Linked DNA regions of Pungitius pungitius: region 1 is linked to region 2. Evidence: chromatin contacts called from public Hi-C data. All regions are on one chromosome and are shown on one strand. Each heading gives the region's core, a stretch centred on a gene start, on an enhancer-like site or on the middle of the called end of the contact. The rest is flanking DNA. Distances are from core to core; before and after follow the strand shown.

Region 1 (7,138 bases), core at 3,312-5,811, 170 kb before region 2:
ACATTTTCAGAAACGTTAACCTGGCAGATACATTTATACATAAAAGTGTTAATTCGCAGTGACAAACATATCACTGGCACTACACCATCTAGGCCTCTTAGGCAATATTCGCATGGCATCATTATAAGCTACTTTTTTATAATTGGACCACAAGTGTTCAGTGTAGAGTGGTGTGCAATAAGCTCTGAACAGAGACACCTTCACTCCATCTGTACACATACCAAATTTGCGCAAAAGAATGTTAGCTTGTGCATACATGTTACGACATTGCCTATAAATATACACATTGACATTGTTATTTTAAATTGTGATGAAAACCGGATTTGCTAAAGTTCAAAGTAAGTTTCATTCTGAAAAGCCCCCCCCCTTGGTATTCAGAGTTAAGATCGTCAACGAAACGAGTGTTCTGCGTTCGATCGAAACGGCGAGCTCTCCCCACCCCTCGCCCCCCCACCACCACCCCCGGGCCTCGTCACCTGAACCGCATTTAGCGCGTAATCCAGAGGTTACCCTGTGACAGCAAGCCAAACAATGAAATACTAAAGAAACAAAGGCCGCACGTTTCAGCCCCAGACTGAAAAGGGACGGCAACCCGGTGTGATCCCTTTGGCTAGAGTTGCTGACGGGGGGGGATAACCCTTTTCAAATGACCCCCCCCCCCCAACCTCGGTCCCCCACACACACACACACACACACAGAAACGGCAGCACCCGACCGACACCGAGGAACCCTCCGCTCCTGAGTTCTGTCCTTCCCTCACTGCAGCAAGAAGAAAGCAGGACCTCCAGACTCCAAGGTCAGTGGATCTGCGATGTGGTGGCTGATGGGAAGCAGGAAGCGGGGGGGGGGGGCCATGGAGGGCTTTGTGGATGTGTGTTTGGCATGTTTGTGTTGGATGTTGAGTGGTGTCTCAAACGTTTGATCAAATGTTCCCACAATTTTCTTTTTTTTTGGTAAACTGCCAACTGTGATGCTCTCAGGTGAGTGAGATGTAACCAAACAAAGCAACAAAATCTCAAGGCATTCAAATATATTTATATGACAATTTGTAACAGTTGCCTTATTCCAGTATTTCACTAACTATACATTTTAAATGTAAAAGTGCCAGTGTCCATTTTGAGACTTTTTTGACTTTGGATGTTTACAGAATAAAGAAATAAGCATCATCCACCATCAAAAAAAGTGCAACATTTAAAACAGCGACGCCTCCACTTTATTCGCACCCTTTGTTACCGTCCACCATTGTCCACCAACTGTCCCCCTACTGTCCCGTAGGAGACACACACACACACACACACACACACACACACAAAGACCATTAACAGCTGATCCACTGCGGGGGGGACGGAGCACCGAGCGGCTGCACCACCATGGAGAGCGAGAGTGAGAGGGAGCTGTCGGCCATGGCCCAGGAGCTGTGGGACAACGACGTCAACCGACTGAAGCCCGGAACAGACTACAGGATCTCTCTGCAGGTGCAGCACACCTTACACGACGTCACACACACGTGGGGGAGGGGGCGGGGGGGGGCCTCGGCCGAGCTGCACAAAGCCACGGATCCCTTGTTTTCCCACCTCAGCATGAAAAGAGAGAAGAGAAGAGCCCTCGAGGCCTGCCCGGAGAGAGGGGGGAGGGGGGGGGGGACATGTGACAGAGGATTCTGTGGTGTGATGTGTTAAACCTTTCTGTGCCCTCTGCGCGTTTCTTTTTTACTTGTAGGTGGTTTGGTGCAGTAAACGTGGAGCTCTGACAATGTGTAAAAAACACCCATTTGATACGTGCCCCGGGTATTTGCACCAGTTGTGACGTTTGAGTGGTTGTCGTCCCGCTGCAGGGCAAAGCAGGAGACAGCATGTGCGCGAACGACGACAACGACGGGGCAGGGTCTCCTCTGTTTACGTTTGTCGACGAGAACACGTTCAAAAAGGAGACTTTTTTAGGTGAGTGCATTCAAAAAGGGACGCTTGTTTGACTTGACTTTGTTTGTCGACTCCCTTCAGACCCGAAAGCCCCTCTCCATCCGCTCATAATCTCCTCATGACGGACAGTGGCACGTTGCATAACTGCTTTTCCCTTTTACACTGTACTAAGATCATGGTTTTGCTTTGTTTGTATTGTCTCCATGTCCCATTCTGAGGCCAAATCCCCTTTTTGAAGAGCGAGTTTGTTTGTTTTCCCGCAGCTTTCATCTCCCTGTTGGATAACTATGTGAGTGACACCGGCGAGCCAGAAATCGTGACCCCCGAGGAGGTGGTGGAGAACCACAAATTCCTGGACTCCATCATTCAGACTCCCACCATGAAGGTACCCGAGGGGCTCTTCTGACAAACTCTCGCTGTGCCCTTTTCAAAAGGCTCATTTCTCCTTACACATTGACGACAACTCAATACGCTTTCACTCTTTGGAATATTTATACAACCAAACTAACGTTCACAATGATTGGATTATTTATAATGTATTACTTTATAGAACCACGAACGGAAACATTTCATCGTGAACTCCTGCTTGTTTGCAGATAGCTCATAAATACCTGGTAGAGAAGAACCTCTCTCCAAAGGATGATACGAAATTCAAGGAGCAGCTATACAGGATCTGGTTTGAACTTTATGCGAGGAGGGGATCCAGCAGGTAGGTGGAATCTGCCTCGGCACCTAAATATTACTTAATAACCAGTGGAATCTGACGCAACATCCACTCTGCGTCTCTGTGAGCTGCCAGTTTCAGGATGGAAACAGCCACTAAGGAGCCAATTTTGACCGAATGGCTCCATGAGCTAATACAACTTAGTCGGTTCAATCGATGCCGCTCTGCTAAGTTCCGAGGGATATGTCTCCATTTTTTAAAACGAACCAACAAGGAGCATTTCAGAATGACGCCGTCAGACCAAAAAAGGGACGCGGCTGCGTTGCGTCCCCACACAAAAGAATTCGGGAAATGACGTGCGTCCCGTCTCCCGCCAGGCCGGACTCCTCTGGATTCGAGCACGTGTTCGTCGGAGAGACCAGAGGCGGGAGGACTGTCATCGGCTTTCACAACTGGATCCAGCTGTACCTGCAGGAGAAGCTGGGTCACATCGACTACAAAGGCTACAGCGTCAGCGCCAATTCCCCCCAGGTGTGCACATCGCCACTCTTAAGTTGGACCTCACGATGGGAATGAATATGTATATATTCAGTACTACTGTAGCTGGATTGTTTTGTTCTCTCTATTCTCTTTTATCTTCTATTTTCAGATCATTTTTGTATATTTTTTTGCCACACTAGTCACCAGTTTGCAATTATCCTTGCAAGACAGCGCACGGCAAAGTATTTGCGTGGTGCACTGACCCCTTGGGACACCATCGTCTTTGATGTTGCTCTTTCATCCCCTGCCATTTATTCCTCTCTCTCACTGCAGCCCGACGAGAACAAACACATCCTGGCCCTCCAGTTCAGCTGGAAGGACGGCATAAAGCCCAAGGGCAGCATCTTCATCGGAGTCAGTCCCGAGTTCGAGTTCGCCCTCTACACCCTCTGCTTCCTCACCTCGCCCAACGAGCGCGTCAAAGTCCAGTTCAGTTCCTACGACGTGGAGATCGTTTGCCACCACTACAACCAAAAGCACATAGGCACCACTTACCCTGTGCTCCTTAGGTACCGGAAACCCACCTAGTAACTTCACTAAAGGCCAATATACCAATATATCACTTCTACATACAAAGTGCTGTAGGTATTGTTCATTTCATTTTCTTTTAGATGAAGATACATTAAAACCTTTCAAGACCAAACTGCATTCATTTTCATTGCACAGTGATGAATATTTTGAGAGTTTCTTTAAAAAGCAAGTGAGATATGCATGCTATAAGTCACATGCTAACTAGTGTAACCAAAAATGATTGGGGATATGTCTTTATCGTTTAAATAAGCCCAACAATAAAAACGGGAAAAAAGTGAAACATGAAAGTGATGAACGGAGCAATATGCCATTAACCATAAACCAATAACAGTTTTTGTAAGAGAGAGATATTCGTTTTGATAATTTTAATGTAATTTGATGCTCATATGTTTATGTATCTTCAATACATTTGTGAATGCAGGACTTTTCTTTAAACTTAGCATTTCAGTGGTATTTCTAAGGAACTCGAGTAATTATTCCACCAAAGGTGGTGACTTTTAACTTAGTGTGTGAATTTTTCTCGTTCTTACATTATTCTCGCTAATTCTTTTTTAATTATATTGATATTGGTTTCACTTTCTTCCAAACGGGGGCGGTAGAGGGTTTGTTATGGCCAATGACGTCAATCGTTTTGGGAAGCAAGACCTATCAAGCTAGACAGCATGACGAAGAAATCATACGGATAAGATTCCAAAACAAAATAAACAAATAAATAAAAAAATAAAATAAATTTCCAACGTCAAGATTTATTTTAAACATGTCTTCGTGTTACAGATTAAATAAATAAATACATTAGTACTTATGTAGGTGACATAGGTATTCACAAAACACAGCTTTTATTTACTGGTGAAAGTTTTAACTCTGGGCTTAATTTGAAAGAACGTCAACGCTAACCGGAAGCTTTGTATTTTACGCTAACCACACAATAGCTTGACAGTGGTGTGACCACTGAGCAGTCGAAGGAAAAAAGGTTTTCATCGTCGAGAAGATTTAGGTTAACAGTTATATAATTTTGTTTTGGTTTTGAGGTCCCACAGGCTTGTTCCTATCTCTGTTGTTGATTCCCGGCAGTTGTATAATCGGAATGGGCGAACCGAGCGGCAGATATCAGCAGGTATGGAAACACTCGACGTTATCGTCGGTCTCTTGACAGCTTAAAACTAGCTAACGTTACGTGTTTTGACATCACGTCGGCTTCGTGCTGTTAATTAAAAACGTCGACGCCTATCCAGGTGTGCCGGTCTCGTTGTGGCTGTCGTCAATTGAATCTGTTCGGGAATAGTCTCGTTTATTCTCAATCGGGTCTAAATGGCTTGACGCGAAACCAAAACGGTTGACGTTAACTGACGTTACGTTGGCCCGCTGAAGCTGATGCTACGCGAGCTCCGTCCATCGAACCGGAGAGCTATTGGCTATTTTTTCTTCCTCTTCTTTTAAAACTTGTAACTTCAATGCAGTTTTCTCTTCTGTGCTTGGGTCTCCTGACTTAATAAAACCCGCTAATTCCGATAACATGCCGACAACGTGCCTATCATTACGTTTTTCAGAGTGACCACGTCACGTGAGCGCATTTGTTTTGTATTATCAGTGGTTATCTATCTCTCATCGTTCCTTTATCTAATGAATGCGGGGGTATCATCATCTTTTCGCATGTCAGGGGGATCTTACCGACTAAGGGTTAAGAAATCATGGGAAATAGTCATTTGGAACTGCAGCAGTGACCAGTTGCTCTTGTCCCCATTTTCTCTCTAATGCAATCTAACAAACGTGTGGTGGGATTACATTTCCGTAGTAGGAAATACAGCATAAAATAAAATAAAGCGCCACCCACATCGAATGGAAAACCAAAGCGTATACATGTACATGTAAATACCTCTGCTAATCAAGGCTGCCACTAAGGTTTCTTTAGCCGATTAGTGGATTTCTTTTGTTGAAACCAGTGTTGCTAAGTAACCCTTGGTATTCAACCCTATATCACTGGTCTTTCCTGGCTGATGATCAAATGGGATGTCTTTTAAATTCCAGCTTAATCAAGAGGAAGGAGAGGCGGAGTCTGGTGACTCAAGCATGTGCTACTCTTACATTTACACGTTTATTTCTCATTTTCAATATTCTCTATGCTCAAACAACTTTTCAGATGATCCCTTCTGCTACCCTGTCAGTTCTTTTTACATTTCAATAATAGTGAAGCACTATATAGGCAGTGAGAAGCTTCTTTACCTAAAAGCAGCTACTGCTGACACACGTTCCCAGCACTAATGTTTTAATGAACCAGGATGTGGTTGTCCGCCCCCCCCAGCTGACCAATGAGGAGGACCCACAAGAGAGTCCATTGGTAGCAGCTGAATCTCCACCCCCCTACAGCAGCATCACAGGGGACAATGCCGGTGAGACCATCACTAACCCAGATGTTTCCCAGGTGCTGGGCTAATATGCAATGCTGGTACATAGAGATGCCGTATTTGTGTTTGTTGTCACAGGGCGAATCGAAGGAAACGAGGCATTTATGAAATCTTGAGCCAGTGAACAATAAGTTACTGTGGACTGTTCGAGAAAGAAACATACGGGCATTGTACAGGGTATTGCTCTTCAAGTTGGCCTCTTTGTGGGATATAATAGTTGACTCGTATGTATCTCACACGCCGGAGATTCTTCTTCTTTGCATAAGCAGCCATGTTATGGTTATCTAAAAAGCTTATTTGCTATCATAAAGGACTTGTCAGAAATTCTAGTTCAGAGATCATCTCAAAGTCTCACTTGTGCCTTTGTTTGTGAAACCGTGCCGTTTATTTTCCAGCCTTCTTTGACTACAAGGAAGACGGGGCTTTCCCCAATCCTCCATCATACAACGTAGCAACCACGCTGCCTTCCTATGATGAGGCAGAAAGAACCAAGACTGAGACTGCGGTTCCCCTGGCAACCGGAAGAGTGAGTATCTCACTTCTTTTTTTTTTTTTCCTTTAGCATTTTGTCTGTGGTCGCAGTTGATATGTGCACTGACGCACACCGTTGCTTCTGGTGCCCAAACACTTCCTGCGTTGTCTGCAAGGCAGGAAGTGGAAAAGCCTTTTCTCTTCTTCTGATTGTGTCTATTCGACATGACTGTTTTCTTCTGATTCGACATCAACGATGACTCATAATAAATGAGAATTCAGTAATAGCCCTCCTGTGTGAGAGTGCTTCTCTCTCCCAGGCCCCTCAACTACCCTTTGTGCACTTTGCACCTGCGTTTTGTTCTCAGTAGCTTCTGAGTATACTGTATATTGGTGCAGCATTCAAATTGTGAGGAGGGGGGCTTCAGACTTTGTTCTGCACTGTTGCCGGGTCGGCATTACATGTTGGAACCTGGGACCTAGCTTCATTTAGCCACAAAGGCTGATCCCTTACTACTCAAACATTGTTTATAAGCAGCATTGAGATGAATCCCTGTATTATCTACCTCACGGGGTAGTGTGGAAATAAGCAGGTAAATCTCCATTTTCAA
Region 2 (6,951 bases), core at 3,700-6,199:
GAACGATGAATGAAGTGTTAAAGCGCTTTGAGTGGCAGAAAAGCTAGAAAAGTGCAGTGAAAGTTCAGTCCATTTGCCATTTTAAACGGCCCCTGGAGCATTTAAAAAAAAACCACAACAGAACGCATTGAAATGGAGGGAGTTTTTCGATGGAATTTTTCACATACCTTTCATGCCGATGTTACGCCAAAACAACTGGCGTTGCTCTTGGGCAGGCAGCAGACTTTATTTCTACGCGTCATCCCGGAGCGCCTAGCGGTCAGAGCTACTTAAGTCCTAAGTGTGTTGACATGGAGTCATGGAAATAACTTTATAACAACAATGAATGACTTGGGTTTTTGTTACATTCGAAAACGATATATTGCAAAGTTGGTTGAGCCGCTCGTATTGCCTCTGGTGGCAACACTAGCAGCCACAACAAGCTAACAGGCTAACAAGCTAACGTGCTAACCCGCTAACTCACTGGCCAGTCGGGGGTCAATTAATGAATGTGTTTACTTGAAAAAACAATACCGTCGCATACCGGGATACCGTCTGAATCTTTCTTTATACCGTGATACTAATTTTCAATCCTATTGATCCCAGGCAATGTGTCAAGGCCTAATTTCACCCAGGGCATGGGGCAACATTTGTCCATTTGATTGGTCGTCACACAACGAGAAGCTCAAGCCCGGGAAACACCAACGAGCCAAATTCTGCTCCAACGGGCCTGAAAATGTTCAGTTCAGGACAAAAAAAAAGGCGTATTTGTAAAGACTTCCATTTGTACTCATATCACGAGTATTGACAGCCTTTATCAGAGGTCATAAGATTTTGTGATTTTGTTGACTTGCATTACGGTATATTAGAGGCACCTTCACGCAGCAGTACTCACAGCCTGCATCTGAAATATACAAAAACACTACGTTTCACGCAGAGCTGAAACAAATAAGCCTTTCAATCAACCCAGAGTGTTTTCTTTCACTTAAACAATAAATCAGATTACCCCACGTGTTATGTTGTGGTATATGTGGATAATTACCATAATTTGAGCTGCAGGGTTTTTAAAAGTAGTTTTTAAAGAACACGGTAATTCTATGGTGGGGCGTTGTTCAGTAGTTCGTTGATAATCGAGTCTTCAGTGGGGTTTTTTAACGTTTCAGAGAGCCCGCGCCCCGCACCACAGGCCCACAGCATGAAAACACACAACATGCTGGTGCAACAAGGATCTCCATACCAGCTCTGCTCTGAACGTGTTTCTACAAACCACATTTTTGTTGTTTGGATAACTTACAAAACACCCAGAAAGGAGCACTACATAAAGTGATTGCTATTTCAGCTCACAAGTGTGACATCGCCGCAAGCACAACAAGCCGTGGTCACAGAGAAGCTCATAACACAGCAAGTACATATCTCTCTTCAAGTTATCAGATCCAAGCTGAAGCGAGGCGTGTCCAAGCAGACATTTTCTCACCGTCCACGTGCTGCGTGAACACTACTTTTTTTGTCGTTTCCCTCCCGCTAAACATCACCATACTGCATCCTCAGAAATGCCCATATCATGTTTTCTCAATGAGTCATTTCCTGTAGAAATAACACAGTTACGCAACTGTGATATCTTTACAACGAGCACCGTTTCACTACACAATTTTGGAAAAATACCAGAGGGCGCAGCATTGAGAAATGATGATGAGATACTGTGTAGGAGAACAGCTTCACTTCAACTGAACTAATTATAGTCTCTTCCTGTATTGAACTGTATTTTCTTTTAGCGACAGTTTCTTTGTAACCTGGCAACTAATTAATCACCTTATGCGTCTTCTCTGAATATATTTGTGTAAATAAAAGGCTTGTTTATTTCTGCAATACACTCGTCATGGCACTCGTGAAATGTGGTTGAATTGGAGAAATGTGCGTCCTGCTGTGCCTCCCGACCCAGGGGTGCTAGCGCTTCCCTCACAAAAGAAAATACACAACAACACCTGTGAGAACTCTGGGGGCTTATTGAGAGGATGTTTCTTTTGTGCTCGAATCACACAGACTTGGGCATGAACTCTGAAACGCACAGACTGCTTTCGTTTACCAAATTGGTATTTTATTTAATCAAAAGAAAATCAAATGCCTTTTACTCTGATTGGTGCCCTTCTAAAATGTACTCCACAGATTTCAGTTTTCAACCATCAAGTCAAAGCGAAGAATCCCATTTAAAGTGTGGCCTTGGGGGCCAGACTGCTAACAGCTTGAGGACATTTTTATTTATATATTTTTTTATCCCACCACAGAAAACAAGGCCGATTGAGGAGACGTACCTGGAGAAGCCGACAGAAAAGGTTGACAGGGCTGCAGCGGAGGGGAGCCCATCGTCGGCCCTCTGTGACACGGCCGTCTCTCCGAACCTGCTCCCCCGGGCCCAGCTCTCCCCCGCCAGAGGCAGGGTCGGGTACAGTCCAAAAGGCTCCTGGTCCGCTGGACCTACGGCGGAGGACGGGCTGGCTCTGTAGTGGTAGCTAGATCCTACTCCCAAGCCCAGAGGCGAGGACATGGGGCCTCCCCCGTGGTGGGAGCTCATGCTGCTCTGGAGACACTGCTCCTGGCAGAAGCCAGCGCTGTCCTGCTTCTCCTGTTTGACCACACCGGGGGTCCGGATGTGGATGAAGGAGTCGTCCGGGTCCTTCTCTTCCTTGATCATGACGCTGGAGAGAAGGGAGGCGGGCTGCTGCTGCTGCTGTAGTTGGAGCTGATGCTGCTGGTGCAGGTGGTGCCGATGGTGCACCGGGTGGTGATGCGGATCCGAGCCATTGACGCCGGTGGAGTTCAATTCGTTGCCCACGAGGAGGTTTGGCTCCTTCAGCAAGCCGCTGACCGACCCACCATCACCACCGGCCCCCCTGCTGTCATGTAGGATGTTATCCAAGTGTGCCACCTCTGAATCCAAATCAAAATCGCTGATTTCTGGCAGGGTGTTGGGAAGGTCCAGGTCTTGCCAAATCTCGATATCCTCCATTTGGCGACTGCAGTTGCCATCCAAATCACAGGAACCAGGGCCCGTGTGCCCGCGGTAAGTTTCCAGGTCTTCATCCGGAGAAAAATTTGCCTCCTGCTTGATGTGCTGGGGGAAAAGGTTCGGCAGGGGGAGGTTGCCGAGGATGGAGGAGACCGAGGCGCTTATGACCGAGGTGGCCGCCTGGTCGAGATCGGGGACGCCGTGTTTCGGCAGCGGCCCGGTGCCCTCGGCGTTGAATCGGACAATATCCTGGTGCTGCTTCTGCATGCTAATGGCTTTGCCCTCCTCGGGGTCGGAGCCCTCAAACGGGACACGGTGCTGAGGGGAGTCAAAGAGGCCTCCGGGATCCCCCCGGTTCTTGTTTCCACACCTTCCGTTTAGGCCCGCTGCGGGCTGGGCCAGGGACCCTTGGCCCGGCCGGTGCGTGGCGGGCTGCAGCGCTGGACCAGCTGTGTCACCTGCGGCTGTCGTCCCCCCAAATGTCAGGCTGTCGTCTCGATTACCGGTGCGCTTCAGTTCACCCTGATCCATTTCTTTGTCCTGATGGGACGGCGAGTGAAAGGAGTGCGCAGCAGAGAGCACATGCACAGAGAGAGAGGGGGAGAGAGAGAGAGAGGGAGAGACATTGTTAGATTAAAAGAGTTGATATAAGATGATACATACAGAGCGGCAAGATACGTTTATGAATACACACACACATCAGTTTTTCAGTTAATTCACTGTGATATACATACGTCTTCGGCATTGCACTAATGGCCAATTACGCATCTGCCTTTTTCTTATTATTTCTATTTATAATTTTAAACTAATGACAGCAGTCCTGTTTATTAAATTTCACCCACACTGGAGAAACATGGCGGAGGCAGGAAAAGGGAAAAGAGCCGTTACATAACATGACTACAATGCTCATGTTATTTCTTTGAACTGTGCCCTCGAATCATCTCGTGCGTCGTGAAGTGCCAACGAGGCCCAGACACCACTTATGTAACAGCCAGTGACAATCCCGCGTACAGACAAGCGTGTGTGGAGCCACACACACATCTGTCAAAGGGAGATTAGCGCACAAGTCTCTGGGGCGTTTGCGGCGGCCACCAATAGCTGTCCATCTGCACGTGCAAAAGAGCGCAAATAAACAATTCGGTCGAGAGGACATTTAAATGCAATTAAACGAACGCAAGCGCATACCGTGTGGCGACAGCGTGTGCAAAGAAACGCTCTGCGCGGTGTTTGTACTGCGGCTGCCTCCTTTTATGCGCATTAGAAGCCAGGCAAGCGGTCACATTTTCAAAGTTTGCGCCAGCGCCGCCGACTAAATATCACAACACGAGCCCATATTTCACCTGAACTTCTGCAAAGCGCGCACGTTAAACTCAACTTTTCATTTTAAACAAACGTCGCCTCCGAATGGACGCATTGACGAAAGGTAAATACGGCCGCACCATTTCCTGTGCGCGTGTGTTGCGCCAAACAGCGGCCCCGTGCAAAACTTATATAAATAGTTTGTTTTATGTATATCCCTGGAGGAGCCGTTTGTAACGCGTAATGTTACCACTGCATCCAGGCAATCCAAGCGCAATATTTCCTAGTTGAGATTTCTGCTGTAATGAAATTTTAATGGAAGGTAATGCCGTTCTTTAGATATTTATCGAAGCCCCCGCCCACAAAAGTTTGTTTTTTTTTAACAGACTTTCTTTCCCCCCACCGAACGAGCATGACACATCTTAACAGCGTTAGTGCAACCTGTTGGCTACCGCGGGAAATTGCACCGATCGCATGCGCACAGGCGCAGATAAGCCGCCGTTATGTGCAAACCGCTTCTCTCTCTCTACCTCTCTACCTCTATTTCTCTCTTGCAGGAAAAATAAGCCGGTTGCTCCGTGCGCCTGGTGGGGTTGAGTCGGCGGGGTCGCGCAGAGCGCGGTTTGTCAGTGCGCCTACCACGCAGCACCGGGCGCGCTCATAGTCGGCCTACTTTGGGGACGGCGGGGGGGGGGGGGGGGGGAGTTGGAAGAGAAGACAACCAGCATTTCCCTCCCACGATAATTCTCCAGCCGCGGAACAAGTGGTCGCAGTAAATATGCAGTTCGTACCTGTAGCGAGAGGATGCTCCCCCACTCCCCAACACACACACACACACACACCCCGTTTAGGTCTCCAGTCGGTCCAAGTTGGAAAACATATGAGAAATGACGCGACGTCCACACGCACACGCTCACACACTCACACACTTCATTAAACCCGCGTCCTTGCAGCAATGTTGCGCGGGGAAATGTCATCTGGGTGTGTGTCCGCCGTGCTCTCCGCGCGACAGGAAAACATCGCCCAGCAATATCAGCTGTTTAAAAAAAAAAAAAAAAACTAAAGTCAACAACGTCGCTGACCTAGCTGGCGCTGTCGAGGTCCACGGTGTGCGCCGTTCTGGACGATCTGTCGGGAACTTTTAACGCAAGTCACCGGCGTGACGTGATGGCGATATCAGGATTATTCCGCAATGACTCCACGGATCTGCGCCGCGATATTCTGCTCTTGCGCCATTAAACCCGTGAGTACATCAAAGTTATATAATAGAGCCCCGCTGCCCTGGCGCACTCAACTGAAAACTCAGGCAGGGCAGGGCGGACAGTTAGTGAAACGCCGTCAAGCCGGAGGTGGCGAGTTGAGCGCTTCCGTCTTGGTCTTTCAGAATAAAAGCCCCGTCGTTGCCGTCGTCGACGCGAGTAAAACGGTTAGAGTGTGAAAAATGAAGCGGGCTGAGCACTTTTTTTAAGCGAAGGTTTTACCTTAAAGGTCAGTTTTGGCCCAACAGCCGGAACGTTTGCGTTTTTCTAATAATTTCAGCTTTTTAATGCGCGCATTCTTTAGCTTTTATTCCACAGCAGAAATAGCTCTGTTTTCGGTCCCCTTGTCTTGTGTGTGTGGCAGCTTGACGCGGCTGTTAGTTTGACACTTGCCTGTGAACGCCCCTTTCCCTATTGAATCTCTCTGCTGAGGAATCTGTCAGAACGTGTCTCCGTAGGCCTTTGCGACCACCTAAGTTAGCACACAACCCATTATAGCTTTGGGTTCCCTTTTAGCGGTCAAATAAAGAACATGGGGAGGGGGGCTGTTTTTAATCCAGCTAAAGAAAGTAATCACGGTTATCCAATAGAATCCAAAGTTTCATAAACTGCTTGATTGTTATCTCCTAAACTCTGAAATGAATAACAAATACAGCTCTGTTTCCCTCGAGATCTGCCACGTATTCCGATTGAATCGTTTTTGGTCCCGAGAGGTCTTGATTCACCAAAGGGCTGGTTGAGAGCCACTTGAGAAGTTGTGAATGACTGCCACCTTGAGAGATCCTTAAGCATGCGAGTATAACTCGCCACCCAAAATGTTATGACGTGTTTTAGCAGCAGATGATTAGCCGTGAACGGAGAAAAGTGCACACCCCGCCGGGGAGAGAACAACGACATTAATAACCGCTCAGGGAAGATATTTCTCTGCTCTTTTCTCTGAGTTTAAAATGGGAAGCGCAACCTGGGAGTGAGGGGTCAAAGGTCAAGTGGACGGTCAGCAAGCACTGCTGAAACTTCAAGCATGAACATGATTTATAATCTCTTAAATGAAAAGTCCCCCTCCCCCCCCATACATAATGTGCAGGTCAATAGGTCCATTGTTTTTTCAAACAAATATACAATGACATTAAATGAAATGTTTTGCATTGTTCAAATAATGTATGGATTATCTAAACTCATCTTAAAAATTAAATTATATCAATTAAATTCAATGAATTTTATTCATTCATATTTGCCCTAGAGGGCTTACAGTCTGTACACATGCAACATCGTCTGTCCCGAAACCCTCACATCGGCACAGGGATGATCAACTTATTGTTTCAGAACTACAGAATACAAATGACAAATCACAATATTTACAAATATAAGAGGCAAAGAGAGCCATCCTGAATGATGTGACTTTGCAGCTTC

What was found. Hi-C and Micro-C count contacts between places; a contact is called where the count stands out from the background.
Region 1: a Hi-C map of muscle shows a contact between it and region 2, with 2.5 times the contacts expected there. The contact joins the promoter of LOC119215636 here to the promoter of LOC119215708 in region 2. A contact is called at or near these places in 2 of 2 Hi-C or Micro-C datasets (both in muscle).

What each region holds. Positions count from the first base shown.
Region 1 is chr16:14,445,888-14,453,025 of fPunPun2.1, reverse strand. It overlaps LOC119215636 (NEDD4 family-interacting protein 1-like), which reads left to right and starts at 4,561. Exons shown (of 8, transcript XM_037467940.2): 1 at 4,561-4,768; 2 at 5,954-6,041; 3 at 6,452-6,582. The coding sequence starts at 4,739. endou2 (endonuclease, polyU-specific 2) reads left to right here and starts at 1,300. Exons shown (of 6, transcript XM_037467741.2): 1 at 1,300-1,475; 2 at 1,835-1,940; 3 at 2,183-2,304; 4 at 2,516-2,628; 5 at 2,961-3,114; 6 at 3,397-3,785. The coding sequence starts at 1,371. The coding sequence ends at 3,651.
Region 2 is chr16:14,275,420-14,282,370 of fPunPun2.1, reverse strand. It overlaps LOC119215708 (glucocorticoid receptor-like), which reads right to left and starts at 4,949. Exons shown (of 8, transcript XM_062558207.1): 1 at 4,169-4,949; 2 at 2,289-3,523. The coding sequence starts at 3,514. It overlaps LOC119215710 (a long non-coding RNA gene), which reads left to right and starts at 5,270. Exons shown (of 3, transcript XR_005120058.2): 1 at 5,270-5,525.